Regions from separate parts of the Zea mays genome. Here regions 1 and 3 are each linked to region 2. A link is a contact called in public Hi-C data. All regions are on one chromosome and are shown on one strand. Each heading gives the region's core, a stretch centred on a gene start, on an enhancer-like site or on the middle of the called end of the contact. The rest is flanking DNA. Distances are from core to core; before and after follow the strand shown. Region 1 holds the start of LOC100381556. Region 2 holds the start of LOC100191243. Region 3 holds the start of LOC103651104 (protein MICRORCHIDIA 6).

The links. Hi-C and Micro-C count contacts between places; a contact is called where the count stands out from the background.
Region 1: a contact with region 2 is called in a Hi-C map of leaf, with 7 times the contacts expected there. The contact joins the promoter of LOC100381556 here to the promoter of LOC100191243 in region 2. A contact is called at or near these places in 2 of 25 Hi-C or Micro-C datasets (ear and leaf).
Region 3: a contact with region 2 is called in a Hi-C map of ear, with 5 times the contacts expected there. The contact joins the promoter of LOC103651104 here to the promoter of LOC100191243 in region 2. A contact is called at or near these places in 12 of 25 Hi-C or Micro-C datasets (bundle sheath, ear, endosperm and 4 more) and 1 of 3 datasets of contacts at active chromatin or transcription factors (leaf).

The regions. Positions count from the first base shown.
Region 1 is chr3:193,375,102-193,379,398 of Zm-B73-REFERENCE-NAM-5.0, forward strand. LOC100381556 reads left to right here and starts at 2,515. Exons shown (of 3, transcript NM_001320890.1): 1 at 2,515-2,696; 2 at 3,277-3,783; 3 at 3,870-4,297. The coding sequence starts at 3,280. It overlaps LOC100381624 (phosphoglycerate kinase), which reads right to left. Exons shown (of 4, transcript NM_001174441.1): 2 at 655-975; 3 at 379-537; 4 at 1-224. The coding sequence ends at 30.
Region 2 is chr3:193,145,777-193,149,909 of Zm-B73-REFERENCE-NAM-5.0, forward strand. LOC100191243 reads right to left here and starts at 1,512. Exons shown (of 8, transcript NM_001136677.1): 1 at 1,365-1,512.
Region 3 is chr3:193,289,636-193,293,433 of Zm-B73-REFERENCE-NAM-5.0, forward strand. It overlaps LOC103651104 (protein MICRORCHIDIA 6), which reads left to right and starts at 2,387. Exons shown (of 18, transcript XM_008676707.4): 1 at 2,387-2,987. LOC100279082 reads right to left here and starts at 2,147. Exons shown (of 1, transcript NM_001152132.2): 1 at 1,030-2,147. The coding sequence starts at 2,068. The coding sequence ends at 1,262.

The DNA.
Region 1 (4,297 bases), core at 1,265-3,764, 230 kb after region 2:
TTCCTGAAGACATCCTAAGCTTGGTCATCCTAAGCTTCGTCCAGTGCAGCTACTCCTGGGAGCTCCTTCCCTTCCAGCAACTCCAAACTTGCACCACCCCCAGTTGAAATGTGGCTCAGAGAGTCGGCGACACCCACCTTCTCAACAGCTGCAATGGAGTCTCCCCCACCAACTATTGTAGTGACGCCCTTGCCACTAAGCTCGGCTAACTTCTTTGCAATTGCCTGAAGAAGAGAATTCATGGTCAAGTTTCTTTACACAATTTCCTCAAAAGTGTCAATAGCAGAAACAATGATATCACATAGCATTTTTTTCTCGATAAGCGCAAGAGAACTGCGCGCCATTATATTAAGCAGAGGAGACATCACATAGCATTACCTTGGTTCCAACTGCAAACTTGTCAAATTCAAAAACTCCCATGGGTCCATTCCAGATGACTGTCTGAGTAGTTTCCAGGGCAGAACTGAACGCCGAAATCGAATCTGGACCTATGTCCAGACCCATCCATGCATCAGGAATTGCAGATGCAGGAACAACCTGGAGAGCAATCTCACGTTCAGACCATCACTACAAGCATACAAGAGCAGCTAGTTTTTTTCTCTTAAGTGTCATGCATGCCGTGATAACAATACTAGAAATAAAAATGTAACCAACCTGACTGCTAGCATCAGGAGCAAACTTATCAGCGACGACCAGATCGAATGGCAACATAAGGGAGACACCCTTCTCCTTTGCTTTTCTAAGGAGAGAGGTCGCAAGCTCAAGCTTGTCATCTTCAACCAAGGAAGAACCTATTGAGTGCCCTTGTGCCTTGTAAAACGTGAAGATCATACCACCACCCAGAAGAAGGATGTCACATTTCTCCAATAGTGATTCAATAACTCCGATCTTAGATGACACTTTGGAGCCACCAATAACAGCAGCAAATGGTCGTTTGGGGTTTGAAACAGCTCCTACAAGGTAATCAAGCTCCTGCTATTTTTATTTTGTGTAGAAGATCAGGAAACTGAAGAGACAAACCTGTGCATGTAAGAGAAATACAGGAAAATAAAAGGAAATAATAGCATTTGCTCTTTAAACTTTTCATGGTTAGGATTCATATATTGACATAAAATACACAAACCTTCTGCAAAAGGAACCCTGCGACTGAGACTGTCTCCAGCAACGTCCTCTATATACATCCTCTATATTCGTCCTTTACAGTCTTCTCTAAAAGATTCTACCCCCTATATTTATTTCCTCTCCAACAACGTCCTCTAAATCACGTCCCCTATATGTAAATACATATATTAAAGACATTTTTATTTTTAAATTTTTGTACATACGTGTTTGTCATACTCTCAAATGTATTGTACATATTTTAGTTTTACTAAAACGGTTGTTTAAAGTATTCAAATAGATAGAGAACCGTTTAGAGGAACTCTATACATAGAGGATCCAGCAGCGTCCTCTAAATTTAGAGGACCGTTTAGAGGACGCTGCTGGAGGGGTAGAGGACGTCTTCATCCTCTAAATTTAGGGTACAGGACCCTTTAGAGCTCATTGTTGGAGCTAGTCTGAGGGCTTCAAGAACTTGGTAACTCCCTCAGTTGACGCATGTGCTCTGTGAGCAGTTCCAAAGGCATCGTTCACATAAAGATCTGCTAAAGAGGCAAGCTTCTTTGCAAACTCTGGGTCATTCTTCTCTTCCTCCTTGTAGAATCTAACATTTTCAAGGAGCACAACATTACCATTTGGCAATGCAGACACCAATTTCTCAACTTCTGGTCCAACAACATCATCTGCCTTTATCACCTATTTGTGCATGTGCACACGATATACTCAACATAAATAAAGCAATAGATGAGCTCTAATTTTGATATTTGTATCATTGTGAAAGCAAAAGGTACCTGTATACCTAGAAATTCAGACAACCTTGGTACAAGGGGAGCCAAGCTAAACTTGGGAGTAACACCCTTAGGGCGACCCTGCACATCCACAGTGGGGAAAACAAAGAACGAGAAAATAATAATCCTAATTTAGGCATAGATCAATTAAGTTAATATAATTTTATATAGAATTTATTTGTATACTATTGTTGATCATATGTGTGAGATATTTATATGCTACATTTCTATTACCGGGAGCGAGCCGAGTAACATATTATAAGTTGCAGAATAGAAACATAAACTAGTGATACATAAAATCAATTTTCACACCTGAACTTGGGAAAGCGGTGGAACATCAAATTCCAAACTAAATAACCTACTCTATTAATTAGTTTATTAAGTAAATTTCAATTCCTTCAAAATGAAGGGATCCAACCGACCCATAAGGGCTGGTTTCGCAGCCCGTTTCCCCGTCGGGAACCCAGCATTTTCCCTGGGCCAGCAGCCCACGTGACAAGATTCCACGGGCTTGATTTTTGGCTTGTTTGGAAGGCGGCTCCGTGGGGAACTCAGCCCGCCTCGAGTCCAACTTACGCGTGGAAAGACGCCCGGCCTCTTGACGTCGGGCCACTATCCCTCTGGCCTCGTCTCGTCTTCTCTTCTCGCGAATGGCGGCGCTGTGCGATCTCCGTCGCTGCCCCCTCCGCCAGTGATTTCTGGGACGCGCGACGAACACGAGTTGGAAGGAGGTGGTCGTGCTTTGGGCGGCGAAGGACCTGGGCGCTAGCAGCCTCAGACCCTGACAGATCACAACCTGACAGATCACAGGTGCGTCGAACCCTACCAGATCTAGACTTGTCTCGCCTCCTATCGATCACGCCGTTGCAGTTGCAGTTGGAGTGACGGGCGCTACCAAAAGCGATCACAGGCGCTACCAAAAGCGACGGGCGGCCGACGGCGGCATTGCAGTTGGAGCGAGCGAGCGCGGTGCCTTTCGGACGACACTGAGCACAGGTCGCACATTGTCACATGGAGCTAGACTAGAGGTCGTCGCCATCCTGTCAGTGTCTGCTCGTGATCAAACTGCCTGCTGCCTGCCCGCCCCAATACACCCAACCAGATTTCAATTCACTTCTTGGAAGCTGCTGCTTCGAGCTTTTGAGTAGCACCCCTGCTTACAGACATTTCATATCCATATATATGCTCCTCGTCCTGGATCTCCTTGCCGGCATTATATTGCCCCCCACACCACCCCCGACTCCCCACGACCATTAATCTGAAGTCTATATTTCACATTGTCACGACTATATTTTGTTCCAATTTGTTTCCTTAATTTGCATCAGTTTTATATGTTATATTGATAGGTAGCACATCTATATAAGTCCATGATTAAAATTTATGTTTCTAGATAATGGGTTCTTGGGAGGAGAATGTTAGGCAATTTTTGTTGGAGGAGGAGGAAGATGATGATGAACTATTCTTTGTTATTCTCCCTGCTATAATCCCATACCTCTCGGAAGAGAAAAGACCCATCCACACATCCTCCCTCACCGGTGCTAAAAAGGTTAAAGAAATTCTTGAAGGGCATGAGAGCTGGTGCAAATCTGAGTTTAGAATGGAAAAGGAAATATTCAAAGCCACGTCAAATTTTCTTAGAAGGGAGAATTTACTACGTGACACACGAGGAGTTAGTGTTGAGAAGCAACTTGGGATGTTCATGTATATGATCTCCCACAACGCCAGTAACCAAATGCTACAAAAGGCTTTTCAACACAGTGGAGAGACTATCCATCGAAAAATATCTGAAGTTTTTGAGATAGTTCCCATACTAACTCAACGATTTGTGAAGCTTCCTAGCTCAGTTCAAACTCATGCTAGGATTGCAACAGATTCTAGGTTCATGCCCTTTTTTCAGGTGAGCTACAACTGCAAACACACAATTATCCTATGCTAATTGCCACATGTCCTCAACATATTTTCATATTTGTTCCTTTAATGCAGAATTGCCTTGGTGCCATTGACGGCACACATGTATCCATCACTATCGCAGAAGATAGGGCCCCTCCATATAGAAATAGAAAAGGAACTCTTTCACACAATGTTATGGTAGTCTGCGACTTTGATCTCAATTTTACATTTGTCTCGTGTGGATGGGAAGGGTCGGCATCAGACGCAGGGGTGCTTCGATCTGCTATTAGCAAAAGATTTAGTGTGCCAGAAGGAAAGTTTTATCTTGTAGATGGTGGGTATGCAAATACACCATCATACATTGCACCATACAGAGGTGTTCGATACCATCTCAGTCAATTTAGGAGGAGTCGTTCATCACAAAGTGGTTATGCAAACTACAAAGAGTTATTCAATCATCGCCATGCAATTCTCCGCAACCATATAGAGAGGGCCATTGGTGTTCTTAAGAAAAGGTTCCC
Region 2 (4,133 bases), core at 262-2,761:
TCAACTGTTGTCTTTCTAAGACTATATGGAGCTGTTTCGAAGAGGCATTAAGTTGGGATAATACACCAAAATATGTCCAGGAAGTCTTTGATCAGCTAATAGCTATTCATGACAAAAAAATACTAGATTAAACTTTTTAAATTTTCAATTGCGATGTGGGACAATAAGTAACAAAATGGCTATAGAAAAATGATTTATGAATTCTTCTAATGAGGCTTTTTGCAAGATCTTTGTCATACTACAGTAATGGCGCAAACTAGTGAAGGGGGCCAATGTCAAGCTCTTGGAAGACATGGTCAACACAGTGAAAAAATGGTTACAGGTTTTCTGTCGAGAAACTTTTCGTCTAGAAATTGAAGGGGCCGTCTATAACTGTGTGGGGTTGGGGACTTCCATATGGGAGACCTGTCTTTTGTTTGCTTTCTTCTCTAAACCTGGATTCCCGGATGGGAGGCCCAGTAGTGCAGCTCAGCCTTTTCTTGTTTCTTCTGGTCCTTTGGACCTGCTCTTTAGTTTGTTAAGGTCTGAGTTGGTTGTTTTGCTCAAGTCTGGGGTCTGTTGCGTTCAGAGTGTTATTGTAGTTCTGGTTGGCCGTTGCTGTACACGGCGCGCCTAGTTGTTATGCTTCGTAATCTGGTATCTCGCGCGCTCGTCCTCGCCGCCCACCGGTCCTGGTCGTCCGGCTCCGGGGTGCACTCGCCCACCGCGACCTGCTACTACCGGATCTGCCTCAACAAGCTGCTGACGTACCTCCACGCCGCCGCCGACGGGGATCGAGTCTCACTGCGCCCGCATGGCCGCGTGCCGCCGCCGTGCCGTCTTCTATTGGCCACTACCTCACGATCTCGCTCGCCCTGGCGCCACCAGGCTACCGCGGCCGCCAAGCCGTCCAGCGCGACTACGGCGGGGAGCAACGTGGGCGCCCTCATGTGGAGGGTCGTCATCCACAGCGACAGCGAGTGGGTCACCATCGACATCCGTACGATTTCACACCTTCTAGTTCAAGCCTTCAAGGGAAACCGCCCAGGACATGGGGCTACAAGGAAAATTCAGCGCCAGCGTTATTCCTTAGCATTCACGGATGGATTTGTGTGAATATATGATCACAATTCACAATACCCTTCCTGGCAAAGAAAAATCTGCAAGTTTTGACACCCTAAACTCGTCGAGGAAGAAAGAAATCACTTCTAATTATAGGACATAGGAAAGGCATCCCAGACAGGCTACAAAGAAAATCCATCGCCGCCGTTTCCCATCTAGAATTCACGGAAACTTCAATTCGACAACAGAAAAATGAGCTTAGAATATCCGTAAAAGCAAGCAAGCAATCGCAGAGAGAGAGAGAAGGAAAGAGAAGGACGCACAGGCTGAGATTGGTACAGAAACCCGCCGTCTTGCCGATGATGCCGCCGTTGAGCAGGTGATTTTTTTTCTTCTTGTTTTGTAAAACCCGCAGGGCAACCTATGGCCTATGGGGACCTTGGCGAAAGTGGCTCTCGAGGATATGTGTAGATCTCGGCGTCTCTTTCGCCGGAGGCTCGGAAGTGACTCAAGTCGTTTTTACTGACATCTGTTACTCCAAAGTCGCATTACTCCAAAGTCGCAAAAGGCAGAAATAAAATTGATTTGTTGGCTCTTTACTATTATTTATTATTTATGGGTAATCGTATTGAATACGGACGGATACTATTTATTCTATATTTGTTTTTATATATTTTTTTATTCAACTTTGAATTAAATACAGATATTATTAAATTGTTTCGTATAAGATTTGAAGGATATCGACATCTCAAATATCTACCTTTGAGAATATAGATAGAATGAAATACTGAGTATCCGGACTCAAATACGGATTAGATTTCAGTCTTTTTAAATGGATTAAATTTGAATACGTATAATATCTGTACCATTTACACTCTAATTATTTCATCTACGCCGATAGCAAAAGAGACAACTATGGTTATATCCTTCACTAGTTTTATAATTGTGATTTTATCCTCTTTTTTAATTTTGTAATTTCATCCATTGATTTTAAAAATAAAGCTACTGCTTGGCCTCTATCTCAATGTCGTTAGTAAAAATTAGAATTAATAATTAAAATTTTGAAATGTGAAAAGAAATAGGTCAAATGTCTGAACTACCCTTTTTTATTTTTGTGTGGACGCAACCCTAACAAAGATAGAATCACACTTACATAATACAATGAAGGGTAAAATTATAATAAAATTAAAATGCATGGATATGTTGTCTTTGCACAACAGATTTAACCCCGTCAACTACATATAACGGCGCAAGGTGTGATAGAGTTTTGTTTTCAAAACAAAGAGGTAAAATCATAAAATTGAAAAACGAAAGGTAAAAATACAATTGCAAGACGACTGAGGAGTATAATAACAACTATCAGAATAGCAAATTGCTCCCAAAGCTTAAAATCTGCCACCCTACCTCCTTAGCTACTCTTTGACATAGTTCAATCAGAGTATTACATCGGTTTATCTTTTCCAAACCAAATTCCCTGTAAAAAATTGAAAGGGAAATAGGCTTACACCTTTTCCTAAAATAATTTTGGTGGTTGAATTGCCCAACACAAATAATTTGACTAACTAGTTTGCTCTAGATTATGAGTTCTACAGGTGCCAAAGGTTTACAACAAACCAATAAAATGACCGAGAAAGGATCCAAACATAGAGAGGAAAAGTCAGCCGAAGTGTCCCCTGGTCTGGCGCACCGGACAGTGTCCGGTGCACCAGGGACTCCAACTCTGAACTGCTCACCTTCGGGAATTCTGGGAGCCACTCCGCTATAATTCACCGGACTGTCCGGTGTAGCACCGGACAGTGTCCGGTGGGGCACCGGACTGTCCGGTGTGCCAGCGGAGCAACGGCTACTTCTCGCTAACGGTCGTCTGCAGAAGGCATTAAATGCGCTACAGTGCACGCCAGAGTCAGAGCAGCGTCAGAAGGTGCACCAGACAGTCTACAGGACCTATCCGGTGCACCACCGGACTGTCCGGTGGCCCAGAAGACAGAAGCTCTAACGGTCAGAATCCAACGGCTGGGTGACGTGGTAGGCGCACCGGACAGTGCCCGGTGACGCACCGGACTGTCTGGTGCGCCATGCGATAGCAGCCTTCACCAAACGGCTAGTTTGGTGGTTGGGGCTATAAATAACTCCAACCACCCAGCATTCATTGCATCCAAGTTTTCAGACTTCCTACACCTTACAAGAGCTATAGCATTCAATACAAGATACACCAAAGAGATCAAATCCTCTCCCAAGTCCATAGATCATTCCCAATCAAATAGTGACTAGTGAGAGAGTGACTTGTGTTCATTTGAGCTCTTGCGCTTGGATTGCTTTTTTCTCATTCTTTCTTGTGATCAACTCAATTGTAACCGAGGCAAGAGACACCAATTGTGTGGTGGTCCTTGTGGGGACTTAGTGTCCCGTTTGATTGAGAAGAGAAGCTCACTCGGTCTAAGTAACCGTTTGAGAGAGGGAAAGGGTTGAAAGAGACCCGGTCTTTGTGACCACCTCAACGGGGAGTAGGTTTGCAAAAACCGAACCTCGGTAAAACAAATCATTGTGTCTCACTCTTTATTTGCTCACGATTTGTTTTTCGCCCTCTCTCTCGGACTCGTTCATATTTCTAACGCTAACCCGGCTTGTAGTTGTGCTTAAAGTTTGTAAATTTCAGATTCGCCCTATTCACCCCCCCTCTAGGCGACTTTCAATTGGTATCGGAGCTCGGTGCTTCATTAGAGCCTAACCGCTCGAAGTGATGTCGGGAGCATCCGCCAAGAGGGAGCTAGGGACCGGCGACAAGTCCACAAGCTCGGGGAAAACGCACTCAAGGGAGTCCGTCCACAAGCACAAAGGAGGAATCCTCTTCCTCCATCAAGTCCCAACGGAAGGGTGACAAGAAGAAGATGAAGAAGGTGGTCTACTACGAGACCGACTCTTCGTCACCCTCCACCTCCGGCTCGGAATCGGCATCCGCCACTTCTAAGCGCCATGAGCGCAAGAAGTATAGTAAGATGCCCCTTCGCTATCCTCGCATTTCAAAACACACTCCATTACTTTCCGTCCCATTAGGCAAACCACCTATGTTTGATGGTGAAGATTATTCTATG
Region 3 (3,798 bases), core at 1,137-3,636, 140 kb after region 2:
AACTTTTTAAAAAGTAAGGAGTGAAAAGTGAAAAAAATGTCTTACTTATTACTCAAACCAAACACCCTAAACACTCTGTCCTGTCCTCTTCTCCTCAGAAAAATCCTTACGTGTACCCGCGTTTGTTGTTCCCACGTCCGGCCTGGGAAGCCCAACATCGAGTCCTGTTTGGATGAGAGGTTCACTTTCAGAGAGAAAAAACTACAGTATACAACACCGTCGCATATCACCTCGTGTGCCCTGAACACGTAGTATCCGGCCGCCGAGCGTCGTCACGTACAGACAGACTCCATGCGGCTGCCGAGCGCGAGTAGTCTGCATCTGTGGCTGCAGAACAGAACCGAGTAGTCTGCGTCGGCAGCGGCAGGGTCGTCGTGGTGTAAGTGTAACACGACTAAAACACAATCAGTAGACTCCATCAGACCGAACGTCTGAATGCACGATCAATATATCCCATCTGACCGAATGCAGGTAACCGAACGTTACCTACGGACAGCATATGAAACAACGTATTTAACCGAACCATTATCTACGGACAGTAGTGGAACGTCTAAAACTCTAAATACACATCGATAAACTCCATCTGACCTAACGTAGGTAAGCTGAATCGGTAGGATCATGATGTGATATATCATGACAGTGTAACACGTTTCAACTCTGCCGAGACTGGAGACACACACTTGAGATTGACACACTTTGATTAAAGCCTAACTCTAACTCTAATTCGTAGAGACAAAAATAGTGTAGTAGTAGTAAAAGTCGATACAGATTTCGAATTAAAGCCTTTATAGAAACAAAAATAATGTAGAAGTAGTAAAAACAATATGGATTAAAGACAAGGCTCACCAAGATGATCAACGGAGTATGTTCGAACTTATCAAGATAGAGATGTTTTTTTGGATATTGTAAACAAACAAGAATTGACTGGGCTGTCAGGAATCAGGATAGAGATGTTTTTTTGGATATTGTAAAAAAACAAGAACTGGAATACAAAACCAAGAATTGGAAAGGAATAGGATAATGTTTTGAGAACTCTTGAAGATGCTTTAATCTGAGAATCATCACACACACACAAAGATGTCCGAAAAAGTATATGAACAACTACAAGATGAAACCATTATTAAACGGCGAAAACAACAAATGAGACTTCGGGGTTCAGTTCATTGCACTACCTCCACAGCTACACTACTCTGCTTCCCTCAAGCGGAGTTCTCATTCGACCGCGTGCACGAGATCATCGAAGAATCACGTGCGTTTTACATCACACGAGGAAATGCTGCAGGTACCGGAGCCCCTCGTCGGCGCACACGTACCGACACTCGCACATCACTCCGAGCCTCACCTTCCCGACGGCCTTCTCCTCCCCAGCCAGCTCTACCACCACCTCCGCGTCCAGCTTGGCGCCGCCGCAGCCGGGCGCGGGCAGCCTCGCCGAGACCCCCGCCTCACCTCTGCCGCCGAAGGCGACGGCTCCTGCCGCCCTTGCCGCCGGCACCTTGGCGTCCATCATCAGGACCGCCGCGGGTTCCTCGCCGCGGCGCGCCGCCGTCCGCACCGCCGTCCACCTGACGCGCCACTCCCCTGGCCCGATCGCCCCGTTCCGACCGCTCAGGTCGACCCCGAACAGGAACAGCCCCGCGGAATTCTCGACGTGGGCGGCCTTGTCCGCGGCTACCAGGAAGGACAGCGTGCTGTCGCCGCCGGCCGTGACGACGTCGACGGCGAACGAGACGTCCGCGAGGGCGAGGCGCGGGGCCGGGAGCGCGCGGCAGCGGACGGACGCGGAGCGGAACAGCTTGAACAGGCGTCGGTGGGGTGGGGAGGAGCACCGCCGGTCGCTGTCGGTGTCGGGGAGGAGGCCCAGCGCGGAGGGGAAGTGCTGCGCGCAGAGCCGCGCCCAGAGGTCGTCCGCGGCGAAGGCGGTGTGCCACGAGGTGGACACGCAGGACGCCGCCGCGAGGGATGCGGCGTCGAGGAACGGCGCGACGAGGTGGAGCGCCTCCCACGGGGGTGGCGACGGCGGCGTGGGCCGCCGCGGCATTGCTCTCGCCTCGCTCTCGTCGTCCATCTCGGAACAGGCTGAGCTCGTATTCGTATTCGAAGTAGCTCGGTGTCCTTGCGGTCTCGCCTTTACGTGATTGATCCGTGCGCGTCACTGGTCACTGCGTTTATTTATCAGCGAGCGGCCGAGACCGTGCGGACGTCGAAGTACGGCAAGGGATGCGGGGAAGGAACGAGTTGCTGTGGGAGAAGATTGGACGGGGCGCAGGGCGGGGTGTGAGCGCGGGTGGAGCACACGTGGTCGGGCACGATCACGGTGGCTCGGCATGCGCTAGGCGCGTGGCGCGCGAAGAGATGCCTTCGAACGGAGCGCGCCGGGAGTCGGCAACCAGGACAGGCGGGAGCGCTGAACCGTGGCGGTGACCGGCCGCCGGTGGCTGGGCCCAGCGTTAGCATTGGGTCGGGACGGTAGGGCCGCATGTGGGCCGCCCAGCCGATAAGGCCACACTGCTGCAGCAGAGAGGCCCGTTTGGTCCTTTTCTTCCGGATTTTATTTATTTATAGATTCATCTCCAAGCAGAGGTTTGGATTCTGCTTATCCCCTCAGATTCTTGAACAGATCTGGAGTTAGTTCCTACCACGAAAATATCTAGGGCGGTTTCCTATCCTATAAATATGCAACTTGGATTCTATGGTGCCCACCGTCAGAGGAGCACATGTTTGCGGTGCTAGGGTTTTGTTTTGTCATCTGCCACAAGCGATTGACATATCGGAGGATTGGTCATATAAAAATCCCTTAAAAGCCTTGGGGTTGGTTGATGTGATCCATATCAAAAGTAGGATCTGCAGTTGGAAGGCAAGAAGAAAAACGATCTGTTCATACCAAGACCATTCAAAGTCTTGGAGCCTTTTCTTTTATACGATTTATCTACAGCACTGCAGTTGAAAGGCAACTAGGGAAAAAAAGATTGAACTGCATTCTAGAGGTAATATTTTTTCCTTTTTCTTTTAGAGTGTATGAAGAACAGGCTCGATGCAGCGTCCTGACTCCCCTTTCAGTTTCCTTTGTCTTTTAGAGCGTGTTTGCTGTTATTTTCTCTTGTTCTTGAAAGATATGGTTTACCTGTGCCTTCTTCATATTTGTTTTTCTTTGTCCTCTTATTGCTCGTGTATTGCTACGATTTCTATATACGGTTTTTGGTAAGTATAAAGAAGAAGAAGAATGAGATATAAAGGAGATAATCTTTTTAATAAGACTATAAAGAAGGCATATAGAGGATATGATTGAAGATAGTCTAGTCCATTCGTCATCTGAGCTAATTGATAAATTATGATCTAATTATTCATGAAAGATGGCATCTAAATCTAAAGTAAATAATAATAATTGTCGGACTTTTGGCTTGTTTCTCTCCTCGAACTGCAGCACATAAGGGTGACAATGAGCTCTAAATTTTATACTATAAAATTCAAGGATCGGACCCTATTTCCATTCATTTTGAACTAGAATTTATTTAGGGCCCTACCATTTTGTGAATAACCATTTGGATCGCGATCCATTACCACCCCTAGCAGCACACTGCCATTTTTTCATCCTATCGTGAGGTATTGTCATCATGAGGTACTGTCGAGCTACAACTCGATCGTGCATAATATGTCTTATGCACGATGCACGATCGAGCTGCACCAAGAAGGGGAGGACAAACACATTCTCAGATTTGCAACTGATGGCAAACACTAAGCTAAAGCTACTTATGAAAGCATTTTCATTAGATTAGTCCAGTTTGAACTTTGTGTGAG